2 separate regions of the Lactuca sativa genome follow, and region 1 is linked to region 2. Evidence: chromatin contacts called from public Hi-C data. All regions are on one chromosome and are shown on one strand. Each heading gives the region's core, a stretch centred on a gene start, on an enhancer-like site or on the middle of the called end of the contact. The rest is flanking DNA. Distances are from core to core; before and after follow the strand shown. Region 1 holds the start of LOC111907925 (GATA transcription factor 9). Region 2 holds the start of LOC128133554 (histone H2A.Z-specific chaperone CHZ1-like).

The links. Hi-C and Micro-C count contacts between places; a contact is called where the count stands out from the background.
Region 1: a contact with region 2 is called in a Hi-C map of leaf, with 5 times the contacts expected there. The contact joins the promoter of LOC111907925 here to the promoter of LOC128133554 in region 2. A contact is called at or near these places in 2 of 4 Hi-C or Micro-C datasets (both in leaf).

What each region holds. Positions count from the first base shown.
Region 1 is chr4:181,056,132-181,062,694 of Lsat_Salinas_v11, reverse strand. LOC111907925 (GATA transcription factor 9) reads right to left here and starts at 2,049. Exons shown (of 2, transcript XM_023903731.3): 1 at 1,701-2,049; 2 at 655-1,580. The coding sequence starts at 1,985. The coding sequence ends at 900.
Region 2 is chr4:180,886,826-180,893,771 of Lsat_Salinas_v11, reverse strand. LOC128133554 (histone H2A.Z-specific chaperone CHZ1-like) reads right to left here and starts at 3,581. Exons shown (of 2, transcript XM_052771039.1): 1 at 3,305-3,581. The coding sequence starts at 3,581.

The sequences.
Region 1 (6,563 bases), core at 800-3,299, 170 kb before region 2:
TTAAACTTGTTATGAGTTTTATAGGACGACAACGATTATATAAAAGAAGTTAATTCGGACAATTTATTGCCATATATATACAACAAGGTTATGATTTTTTTACATATTGTACAACCCATCTAAAACATAAATTATTGTTTATAACAAAAATTACTTTGTACAAATTAGCTCTCTTATGTAAATATATTGAAAAACATATAAAATCTTCAATTTCATCAAACAACTTGAACAAAAAACTTAAAAGAAAAAGAGGATGAAACCTACAAGTCAAGTAAAACTTGATTTTCATCATTACATATTTGCTTAAAATCAAAGTCTTGATTTTTAAATGAAACAAAGGTCTCAAGTCTCAACCATAATGATCAAGAGACAAATCATAAGAACATTTTTGGTTGGGTTAAAGGGTAATAATGTAATTTCATAAATCGAAGCCAAAATTTAAAAAAAAAAAAAAAATCTTGGAAAATGAAATATGATAAGTTGATAACAGATAAGACTTTGATATAAAAGTTTGAGCGGTTGCATGTGGCATTGAGTGCACAACGATGGACCATGCCGCTTACGTTACTATTCCACCATTCGCATTTTTACTGTGTTAAACCCCACACAACACACAACACACTAAAATTATAAAATCTATAAAAACAATTCATATTCATATTTAAAATCAACGAAACTTTCATTCAATTGATAAAATCAACGATTAGTAAATCTGATTACAAAATTCTACAATGAATTCATCATGTTATCTGTTTTCTCTTTGATTGAGATCATATTCTTCTTGGAAGAGACTAATCTTAACGCTAAAATCACTACTAATACGTAAAATTGGTTCATGATTATGATTAAGATGATGATGATGATGATGGTGATGATGAGGATGATGATGATGGTGTTGATTAGATCATATGCATGAAACTTGGCCCGATTTGGCGATGAATCAAGTAATCATCGCCGGCGTTACACCCATCAAAATTTGAGATATGGTTCACCAATTGTTGCTGTGAATTTTGAAGTTCCACTTGTCGTCGGAGCTCCATTACTTTCCGGTGAGAGTTTGAGTGTTTCGCCGGAACAAACGAGGGGCTAGCGGCGGGGCGATACTCCGGGACTAACCGACCGGATTTGTAACGGACTCCACATGCGTTGCATAACGTTTTAGGACCCATTGGACCCCTCCGCCACTGCGGTGTTGTGTCGGAACCGCAATGCAGGCATCTTCGGAGAGAGTTATCGGAACGGTGGGTGGTTTCCGGCTTGTTAATGTCGGTCGTTGACGATTTGAGGAGAAGGAGGCGTGAGGACCAATCGCAGGGAGCGGCGCGTGATCGTTTGCTACGAACTTTACCGGGGACCAAAACGTTGGTTTGAAATATCGGTGAGTTAATTCTGTTAGGACCTGTGGTTTTGTGTTGGTATTCGCGAGTCGTCTCGGAAGATGAGGTGTCGGTGGCGGTAGCGGTGGCGGTGGCGGGTGCTTTGTTTGCGGCGGAGATTAATTGCAGATTATGTAAGTCGTCGCTCGAGAATGATTCCTCTGTGAAACTCGATAACCATTCCAGCTCTGCTAAATCATCATACTGCATAATTCAAATTCAACACATGAATTCATTAGAGTTTGTTCGAGTTTTCATAATAACACGAAATCGAAACAGAAACGGAAATTGAGCTTGAGATTATGGAGGTGGAATTGAACTTACCGGTAAACAAAGTTCACCACCGGAGAATTGAGAGTCGGAGAGGCTATAGGAGCTGATATTTCCGGATAACTGAGGTTCGCTGCCGGAGATAGAGGAATTTGAGCTGGAGAAATCAGCTGAATTAGAATTAAAACTCTCGTAATAAGCCTCGTTCATGACGACATCTTCGTCGTTAGGAAAATCAAGGAGCAAGTCATCAATGGTGAACTGATTGCCTCCGGTGATGAAGTCGGCCGGCTTCTGTTGTTCAAAGAAGCATTCTCCGGCGCCGAAGTAACTTCCCATGAGTGCGACCGGAGCTTCAGTTGTGATAATTGGGAGAGAGAGACGGAGAAAGGTGAAATGGGTGTGTTGGTGGTGGGCGGTATTTGAGGAGTGAAGGGGGAGGGGGCTAAGTGTAAAATTTTTATTATGTAATTAAATAAAAGCATCTTTAGGTGCTTAAAAAATTAAAAATAGAATCTAATGGCTCAAGTCACACTTGCTACTCAAAGTTGTTTCCCATTCTTAAATTTCTTCTTCAAATGTGCTTTTCCTTTTTTCTTTTCCTTTTTTCCTTTTTCTCTTTTTCTTTTAATTTAGGTTTACCAAATATAAGACAGATTAGGATGAAAAACAATTTGATTTATTCATAAAAATATCATGGTAGTATAATTTTATGAGAATATTTTTCTGAACTTTAATCTTTTTGTAGCGATATAAAAAATCGATAATTTTTAACGATATTAGATAATTCTTTGTGTATATAATTTAAGATAATTTAAGATGATCTTCTAGTCTTCACCTAATGGGGTTTGATAACATTCGTGATATGCATTCTTATTATGAATATTTATAATTTTATTGTTTTCAACGTATCATTCAACCATCAGGCATATAATCATAAATTTACGTTGCTATATAAGAGGATTATATTACAGTCCATATACGGATTAGAGCTTTATATACTCCGAGTACCTAAGAATATTTACAATCTTATTTTTGGCTAATTATCTTAATTGTTATTTAGGGTTAATTAGTGTAATTAATAGGCAGATTCTAGTTCCGACAGTTTGGGTGTGAGTTTTATCAGTCATCTGTGCAATGTGAGTCTCCTCACTATTCTTATCTATGTGGTAGAATATATATATATATATATATATATATATATATATATATATATATATATATATGTATGTATGTGTGTGGGTGGGTGTGTGTGTGATATGTGTTGTTGTGTGTGTGAAGAGACTTCAGATAGTTTCCATGGTTGCTGATAACTCATAGTGCATGTTGTTTGCCCACTGAGACTTTGGGTAGTCTTCAGGGTTGTTGATAACCCCTAGATGTTTATTTTATGTTGTGTTGTATGTAGTTTTTTTGGGAACTCACCAAACTTTGTACTTACAGTTGTTGATTACATGTGTTTCAGGTACTTCTGATGATCGCGCGAAATCGAATGCTTGATTGTACACATTCACCTATAGTTTCTGATTTCATATATTTTTGGGACACTCTGATATTTTTTATGATGATTTGTATTTGACACTTGTGATTTCTTGAGTTGGTTTTTATAAACTATGTTTTATGGAAATTTAAAATGAAAAATTTGGTTTGAAAATCTAGATGTTACACATTGCATTCTGTATTTATGTTAATGTTATTATATTGTGAGATTTGTATTCTTTCAAATGATTAAAATATGGTGATGTCATCCCCAATATGAGAACTTATTAGAGTTTAAAAGTTCAGGAGACTTGACCTTGGGAATCAGATAAGTAGCTTATCCTTTCTCCTTATATAGTTTAAATATGGGATTAGATCATTAGGCATACTTTGCATATTGTATAATTTTGATGTGTATTTAGACTAGATAGAGTTGTGAATGTTAGATTTTAGAAGGATAAGTTAGAACTTTGAGAAGATTAACTGATGTAATGACACGTATTCTTATGTGATGTTCTAAGTTTTCTAGAAGCCTCTTGATAGTAGATAAGGAAATGATTCGAGTAGGGATTAAATCTGTTATATAATTATTCAAATCTGGATTCATCTACAAGTTACTTGAATTATAAATAGGACCCTTGGAGCAACAAATTTTGTGGCTAACCTTTTCCAAGAGTGAAATCCAAAAATTTGCTCTCCCTCAGTGCTCTCTCCTCTCAATCTTAGGTTTTCTTGAATTGTGGGTGTGAAACATTAGAGGCTGGCACATTATTGGAGATAGGTTTTCCAAGGAGACAAGAAGATTTTGATTAGCTTGTTTAAATATACAAAAGGTATGTATTCTTAACCATGAATTTCGATTAATAGGGTTTAGTTTTTGTTTTTCATAAGTATGTTACTATTAGAGGTTAAAAAGACATAGATCCATTTTAGGTTACATGTACCCTTAAGTGTTAAGAGAATTTCTGCATGTACATTTGATTTGTAACCTAAAATCCCTAATAGAAACAACATTATCATAACTAAAACCAAAAAGAAGGTGACAATAGATGTCGATGGGATCATCTTGGATTCAAGTGAATACATGCTTAATCGTAAGGCTAGGTTTATTTATTCTGTACATCTATTGTGTGGTCATAAGGACAATTTTGAACCAGTGGATGAATATAATTAATGGTCATGATCTGAGTGATTAGGATAACATGTACCATATAATCACACAAATTTCACCATAAAGGTATTTTGGTCAATTAAACCATTTTAAAAAAAGAAAATTTTAAGGGATAATTAAATATTTTAATTTTAAAAATATGAATTTTTAAATTAATTCAATTTTAATTCGTAATTTTTTATAATAACCGATTTTATTTTGTCAGAATGATAGAATGCTAACAATAAACCAATAAATCTATTTCCGATTTTATTCTTACATAATACAATTCCATTTAAGATATTTAACATGATTTAAAGAATTCTACAACATATATTATCAAGAATAACATTTTCTAAACAATACAAATTTTATTATTTAAGAATCACTAATTACATAAACTTTTAAATAATAAGATTGTAAAGAAGAATTACATCTGAAAAAAATATGACTAATAATGATTAAAAATTACATTTATTCTTAAAGATTAAAACTAAGAATAGTTAAAAAAAACATCAAAATCTAACAAAAGTATTAGTCCATTCTAAAAGAATATTATCTCTAATAATCGTTTTATATATTCCGACAGAATACATGTTGCTAGAATACACTAATGTTCTCCATGTTCCAAACAACTTTGTTTATTCCGAGTGAGTTGATCCTGAAACAAAATATAAACCGAATCAAAACTCGGAAATGATAAAGTAGCAACAATATTTAAACCCAAGATGAAGACTATAACAACATAATTAAAAGTAAAGGCCTAACCTTAATATCCTTTAACCAAAATCAGAATGCAAATCTTACGAGATTCCATTTATATGGTGTGTATTGTAATTTACTGCTTCGGTTGACTTGGAATTCGAGATTTTATTATGACATAATTGGAATATGAGATTCCATTCAGACAAAATGTTGTAAGGTGCATATATAACATGTTTTGCTTTGATATGTCTCTGTTTCATTGAAACACACATAACTGGAACTTCTTCAGCCATATCCACTTGATGAAAATAATTCAAATAAAGTTTCGGTCACATGGTAAGCGTTTCCCAATAAGGCTCCGATAATCAAAACTACCGATGTGCAAAAATATACCTATCTAGCTTTAAATTTATAAACTTAACTACTTATTTAGTAATGTACCTATAGGCAGTGTACCTAGTAAGTATATAGTATAGTAAAGTAAGTTGGGTATCGAACATATAGAACGAATTTAGCTAATAATTTAACTACTAAAGCCTAATATTTAGCTAATCATGGCAGAAAATAAGCACACAAAATCATAGGTATTCATTCAACATGATTAAATCAATGCAAACCGAATGTGGTGTTTAGTCTTCAAATCTTCAATTTCAAATGATTTCTCCTTAAAATAGTTGAATTTCGCAGGTTTATGGCCTCTAAAATCGACTATCTCTCTATAATAGCTCTAATCCAACCTCTCAATTCAAATGTGCAAAGGGTATTTATAATTTTCATAAAATCGTAGCTCATGTCATGATAATTAAGATCTCACGTCGTGAGCTCAGTAGAATCTGTGTCTGGCAAGGAATTTGGCTTCCGCATAGTTATCTTCTAGAATCTTGATCCTCACGTCGTGAGATTGTTATGCTCACGTCGTGAGCTTGGTCTTTTGCTAGAATCTTCTTCTTTTGAACTCCATTAGGCTTTTGTTTTAGCTCTAGTCCTTCCAAGCTCCAATATTTGTCACGCTGCAAAATATAATTCAATTCAATAAGTATCAAATGTCTTTGCAATTAAACAAAATATTACTTAAAATGTATTAAAATATTGCGCATATATATATATATATATATATATATATATATATATATATATATATATATATGACAATATCAAAATACCCCACACTTATCTTTTGCTTGTCCGTAAGCAAAATTAATCTTTTAAGTTAAACTTCCATTACCAACATTGCACAATACAATTCAATTAGAAACCAACCATTACACCAAGACCGCAATGCTTATATTTGTGTCTATAATTCCTAAAAATTTTCCAATCCTAAATACTCACAATCCTTATGAACCTTCACCCTTTAGTTTATATGAAACTCATTTTTGCAACCCTCCAAATCCATCGTCAGAAATCTTTCTTAACCTCAAGGTATTTTTGGTTAACCTACCCACGCATATATAATATCTAGAAAGAATTACAACTTTGATATCACAATGGAGCTCTTTGAATTCATCTTTTCTTTGATTTGTTCGAATTCAACACCTTTTTGGTTGATTTTTGGTATCTTCAATTTTTGAGTCTTTAGAATT
Region 2 (6,946 bases), core at 2,332-4,831:
CGTAAAAGCTTAAAAAGAGTTCAAAATACTGAAATAAAAGATGCACAATAATAACAAACGAATATTATATCAGATTTAATGAAACGAATGCCAATCCATAACTTTTACTAGCAAATCCAACTGGGCCACTATAACCATGAGTAGTTTATTTAAAAAATCAAAGTTATATAAATGGTCCTTTTAATTTACCAAAAGTTATTTATTAATCTTTTAACTTTTATATATCTTTTTAAGGGTATATATATATATATATATATATATATATATATATATATATATATATATATATATAACCTAATAAAAAAATATCTTTTTGATTTTTTTCATTTTGTCACATACAATTTCTTGTAATTTTCATTTATTTATTTCCCATTTAAGGCTTTCTACAATAAATGTTTCTTCCAATACTCTCAAATTTTATTTAATATCTATATTACACGTCAAAACGAAGTTTCCTTTTGATAATAGGTCTTTTATTAGAAATCAATTAATAGATTATTAGTTGTGATACCTGTATAATATACGAGTTGATTAAAACAAAATGTTAAATATAAATGATTAAACAGAATGTTTTATTTGAATTTGAAATTTGAAATAAGTATAAATTAAAAAAAATGAAAAAATTAAATTAAAATTATGTGTTTAGTTGTCAGACCCGTGTATTACATGTGTTAATTATAACAAAATTTTAAATACAAATGTTTCAATTGTAAATTTATTTAAAATTAAAATTGAAGTTTGAAATTTAAAATTTAAAATTTAAAATTAATATACTTATTATGGTATGTCTAATTTATAGAAACTAAATTAATGGTATATATTCAATAATGATAAATGAAGGAAATGACAAGTGGAAAATAAATATCTCAAAATTATGACAAAATGACATGTGGCATAATGCATGAGAGTGTGACAAGTGGCAAAAAAACTTTCATTTATTAGAAAGGACTAAGTGTGAGACCCGTATATTATACGGGTTGATTTTAAAAAAAATTAAACATTAAAGTGTAAACAGAAATTTTTTTTTAATGTATAACTTTAAAATAAGAAATGAAGAAATGTATTTATTGTAATTTAATATCATATATGTGATATTTAATATTTTACATATATAAGTATATGACTTTAATTGAAAAATTGAAACAAACCAAAAATTGACATTGACAAGTGGATAATATTTATTTCAAAAATACCACAAAATGACAAGTGTCAAAACTCATGAGAGATTTACACGTGACAAAAAAAACCTTCATTAATTAAGGAGGATTATCTTCTTTATTTTTTTTCATTCAAAATTTTGAAATTAAATTGTTTTCTTTACCTATTTAATATCATTTAATAGCCTGGTTATTCTCTATTCAATAGTCTGATTTTCTTTTAATTCGATTCTCTTTTTTTACATGGTCAATTCCAAATCATTCTCAATATTATCAACTAAAAATTACAAGTTACAGATAAAATTTCATCGAAGAAATCATCAATCGTATTTCTCTTCTTTGTTTCTTGATCGTCCATAGGTATCATCTATCCCCATTTATGGCCTATCTACCATGGTCTCATCTTAATAAAACCACCCACATCAAAATCAATTAAAATATATACAGAAGAAATGAGTTTCTATCATCCCATATTTAATTTTTGTATTTTGACATAGATCTAAGATCAATTTTGTATTAAATCTTCGCAACATGACATTTTCTTGTATGTGAAGGATAATATATAATGTGTTCTTCCTGGACTCTAAAGTGATACAGCCTGGAGTAATTCAGAGGAATGGCTGACTGAGTCGAAGAAAAAGAGTCACAAAATTCGAGCACAAGCTGCTCCTGCATTAGCCTTTGTATATCTCAGTAGATTTTTTCGATAATTTTACATTATACATCATTGTGTTATAAATGCTTGGGAGTTTCAATTAGGGGACGTAGGTAGATAATATATTTGCTCTTCATCTTTGTCATCCATGAATTTTTAAATTTAAATTGCTTTCAAATTGTTGTCGGTCTCTGAATTCTTCAAGAAAAAAAAATAAGTTCCTTTCGCACTATAACACAAGATAGGGGGTGCAACAAACTGCACAAATTGTCCATATCGCACCAAACCGCATAATGTGGTTTTGGATTTATGTGACGCAGTTTGCGATTTGTACTTTTTGTAAACCGCACTATGTGGTGCAGTTTGCAGTTTATAGTTAGAAAACTGTGGTTCAAACCGCACCATATATATATATATATATATATATATATATATATATATATATATATATATTATAAATGAAATGTTAAGCCATAAATATGATATATTTGCAGTGATCCATATTTGAGACTTTTTTAACCATGATTAATTCATTCTTGTAGCATGTTTTAATAGGAAAATGACACAAATGCCCTAAAAACTTTCTAGGGTTGGTCCATTTAATCCTTAAAGTATTTTCGTTGCTTTATGAGGTAACAAAGTCATTTTTTTGGGTCGATTACGTCGTTTTGGAAAAAATGAAGGGGCCACCTGGTTACCTTTTTGCCACATAGACATTTGTTAATATCCAGTACTATTCATCTTCTCCTATTTTGCTTTCTTCATCCTTTTTTCCCCGGGAATATGACTTATTAAGGTAATTAACTTTTCAATATGTTCACATCTGGGTAACTATCTTTTTTTTGTACATATCTAGGTAACAAACCTGTTGGAAGTGTTCACATATAACCATTATGACCTGCTATAGCAGGTTAAATCTTAGATGTGAACACTTTAAACAAGTTCGTTACCTAGATATATACAAAAAAATAGTTACCAAAATATGAACAAAACGAAAAGTAAAAATTAAATTACACAAATGGTCCCTGTGGTTTGGGGGAATTTGTGTTTTTGGTCGCTAACTTATTTTTTTAACTTAGATGGTCCCTACTGTTTATTTTTGTTACACGTTTGGTCCATGTCTTACCTAAAAAGACTATTGTGCCCTTATTAATTTAGTTTTTAATTAATTTTCTTATTTATGTATTTATTTTTTACATATTTAAAAAAAAAAAAATAGACCACACATATTTGTATCTCCTCGGATGATCTCTACTGTTTATTTTTAATTAATTTATTTTTTTAACTCAGATGATCCCTACTGTTTATTTTTATTACGCGTTTGGTCTCTGTCTTACCTAAAAATACTATTTTTCCCTTATTAATTTTTTTTAATTAATTTTCTTATTTATGTATTTATTTTTTATAAAAAAAAAATTAATATACCCCACATATATGTATCTCCTCACCGTAAATCTGAAACCACATTTGAGAAGTTTTATTTGGGTCTTACCGGTCACCATCTCATCTCTCTCATCCTCCCCATCTTCTATTTCTTTTCCATCTTTAGTAACATCGACGTCTTCACCATCCTTCTTTTTTTGGTACTTCAACTCTGGCGAACCAACACCATAACCTACTGTCTCTTCATCTTTAGTGGATTGTGGTGTTGATTCGATGGAGTTGAAGGACCGAAAAAAAGAAGTGATGATGAAGACGTCGATATCACTAAAGATGGAAAATAAATAGAAGTTGAGAAGGATGAAAAATGAGATGGTGAGGAGATACATATATGAGGGGTCTACTAATTTTTCTTAAATATATAAAGCATAAGTACATAAACAAGAACATTAATTAAAAAAATTAATAAGGACATAATAGTCTTTTTAGGTAAGACAGAGACCAAGTTCGTAACAAAATTAAACAGTATGGACCATCCGAGTAAAAAATTAAATTAATTAAAAAAAATAGTAGGGATCATCCGAGGAGATACAAATATGTGTGGTCTATTAATTTTTTTAAATATGTAAAAAAATAAATACATAAATAAGAAAATTAATTCAAAAATAAATTAATAAGGGCACAATAGTCTTTTTAGGTAAGACAGGGACCAAACGCGCAACAAAAATAAACAGTAGGGAACATCCAAGTTAAAAAAATAAGTTAGGAACCAAAAACACAAATTCCCCCAAACCACAGGGACCATTCGTGTAATTTAATTTTTACTTTTCGTTTTGTTCATATTTGGGTAATTATTTTTTTTGTACACATATAGGTAACGAACTTGTTGAAAGCGTTCACATCTAGGATTTAACCTGCTATAGCAGGTCATAATGGTAAGATGTGAACACTTCCAACAAGTTTGTTACCTATATGTGTACAAAAAAAAGATAGCTACCCAGATGTAAACATACCGAAAAGTTAATTACCTTAATAAGTCATATTCCCTTTTTCCCCTCTTTACTCACCACTTTATCATCATCGACACTTTTCATACTCTCCAATTTCTTTTTCTTTTCCATCACTATACACACCATCTTTTAAATAACCCGAATTCACATTTCCCATTCAAATCCATACGAGTCTCCTCATGTTGCTGCACATGCCATCAACAATCAACATCCACCAAATCCATGGAAAAAAAATCTTCTTCCAAGTGCTTCATTTCGTCTTGCACAAATGCATCACTGAAACATCAACAATCAACATCCATCAGATCTATGGCGAAAACAACACCAAGGTCGAAAATAAGCACATTCTTTTCTCCAACGCTACTGGATTTCTTGTCTATATACGGATTTGGTTCCTGCTCTTTCTGTTAATCTTCACACTTCTAACGTCTAATCCAAATCATATGTTCTAAATGTCGAATGGTTTCTGGTTTTAAACCTAGTAATGAAAATCTGAAATCGAAATAGCTTCTTAAAAGTTTGATTTCAGTATCAATTAAGGAGTGAAACTTAACATCGGGTTTACCAATGTTGCAATATTAACTTCGATACTGAAACTAAACTTCACCTTATCATCTTCCCAGATTTTGACCATTAGAACGGAGCACAAGGATTACATTTCCCGATGTGATCAACTTTAAAGTTGCAAAATTGAACGAATTTAGATGTGCTTTCGCTCACGTTGCTTCCAATTTCTTCAAGCGTGGAATTGCTAAACTTGAACTAAGGTACTACTATCTCCAAGATTAAGTACTTCAGAGTTGCAAAAACACTCTGCTTGTTCAAGATGAAACATATAAAACGATAGAGATTATAATTTTCTATGTTTCAGGAAATGTCATGCTTAAGTGTAGAGCCATCTCAAAATCACAGATAAAACGCCCAATTCTAAAAGACTTCCAATTGCATATAAATTCGTCGATGAATTGTGAAGTGACTTGGCTTTTAAGTTTGACTATTTGGTTGACTTGGCTTTTAAAACTAGTAAAAATAGTTTTTATCTTTCCATGTGGAATCTCTACCTGTTAATTTAGGTAACAGGGACTAAAAATACAGGTTTTTCACGCTTTGTTTCCTCATAATACAACGAAAATACTTTAAAGACTAAATGGACCAACCCTATAAAGTTCGTAGGACATTTGTGTCATTTTCCCATTTTTTAATCTACCATTGCATAAATTATTTTAATCCAAATGCAAATATTGTTTAATCAATTTAGTTTTGTGTTTTATATTGTTTTTCTTCATGTTTGTCGTCATAGCACAAAAAACAAAAGGAAAGTCAAACATATACAAACCAGAGAGCAAACTCTAGGAATAAATTGCCAAACATAATTACATATATTACATATTCAAATATTATCGAATCTAAAATTAAATGATACGAATAAAAGTAATAAGGTTAACTTTCTTATCAAACCGCACATAAACCGCAAAACCGTTGGTATCAAAGTGCATCACATACTGCGATTTATGGCTTTTTTAGTTATGGGTTATTTATGTTTTTTTGTGGGTTTTTGTGTAATTTTTGACACTGGTATTGCAAACGAGAAGGATTGGGACATCAGTTTAAGTGAATATGACAATGATTCTGGAATCAATATGGATGGTAGTTCATGTCTTATGTGTTGGGATATATGTATGTGGTATCAACTATATTCTTTCTGATAATGTTTTTAAGCGATAAAAAACTGCTACTGTAGGTTTAATTTTCTTTATACTATGTAATCTTTAAAAGTTGGGCCGTGCATGGTTAGAAGAATTTCTTGAGAAGGGTGGTTGTGTGTGTGTGCATGGAGGTGTTTGCTTCCTAAGGAATTTATACAAAGATTGATTCAAGTCAAAAATGACATTCACAAATGACGTTTATGTATTGAAATGTAAGTGCATGCCTATTATAAAGAAACAATGTTAAGCATGTTTGTATTTTGAGTAGATTTTACAAAAGTATAATGTAAATGTCATATGACAACATACAAATTCTATTTCATTTGAGAGCTAAATGCATAAGATAGTTGCGTAAACTTTTAATGGAATCGGTAGTACAAGAGGTTGGGTTGTTGGTTTGTATTCTATAACCGTAATGTTTACTTTTACTTTGAATTGGTGGAAACATTTTCAAGCTAAAGTAAGGTCCCGTTTGATAGTTTATGTCTGGGAAAGTGCTGTTTGGTAAAATGTTGTCTAGGAAAGTTTTATGACTGGGAAAGAAACTATGTTGTTTGATTGTACATCTAATTTACTGTGCCGAATGATGAAAAAAAAGTAATAACTAAAAAAAAATTAAAAAAAGTTATTTAAAAAAAAATTAATAATCCAAGAAAGAAAGAAAGAGGCAGGGTTTGATGCATAATTGTCTTTCCAGCCTATTCAGCCAGAAAGATATGATTTTGAGGCTTTATGGGAAAGATATATCTTACCGGGAAAGACCTCCTTTTTTGTGCAAATCAAACAGTCTTTCCAGTCCATTCAGCCAGAAAGATCTGTTTGGACTTAGAAATATGCGTATCAAACGGGGTCTAAGTTACTTTTTCTAAAGTTTCATAATATACATTATATTATCATAAGGAAATGAAGCCTTTTGTAACTATTTATTCCAAATATTATTTAGGTTTCTTTTCTATAAATTTTATTTTTCACTTTTAAATCAAATTTAAACTCATGTAATGTATATTAATTAAGTTGGTTTATCGAGTAGCAATTTGA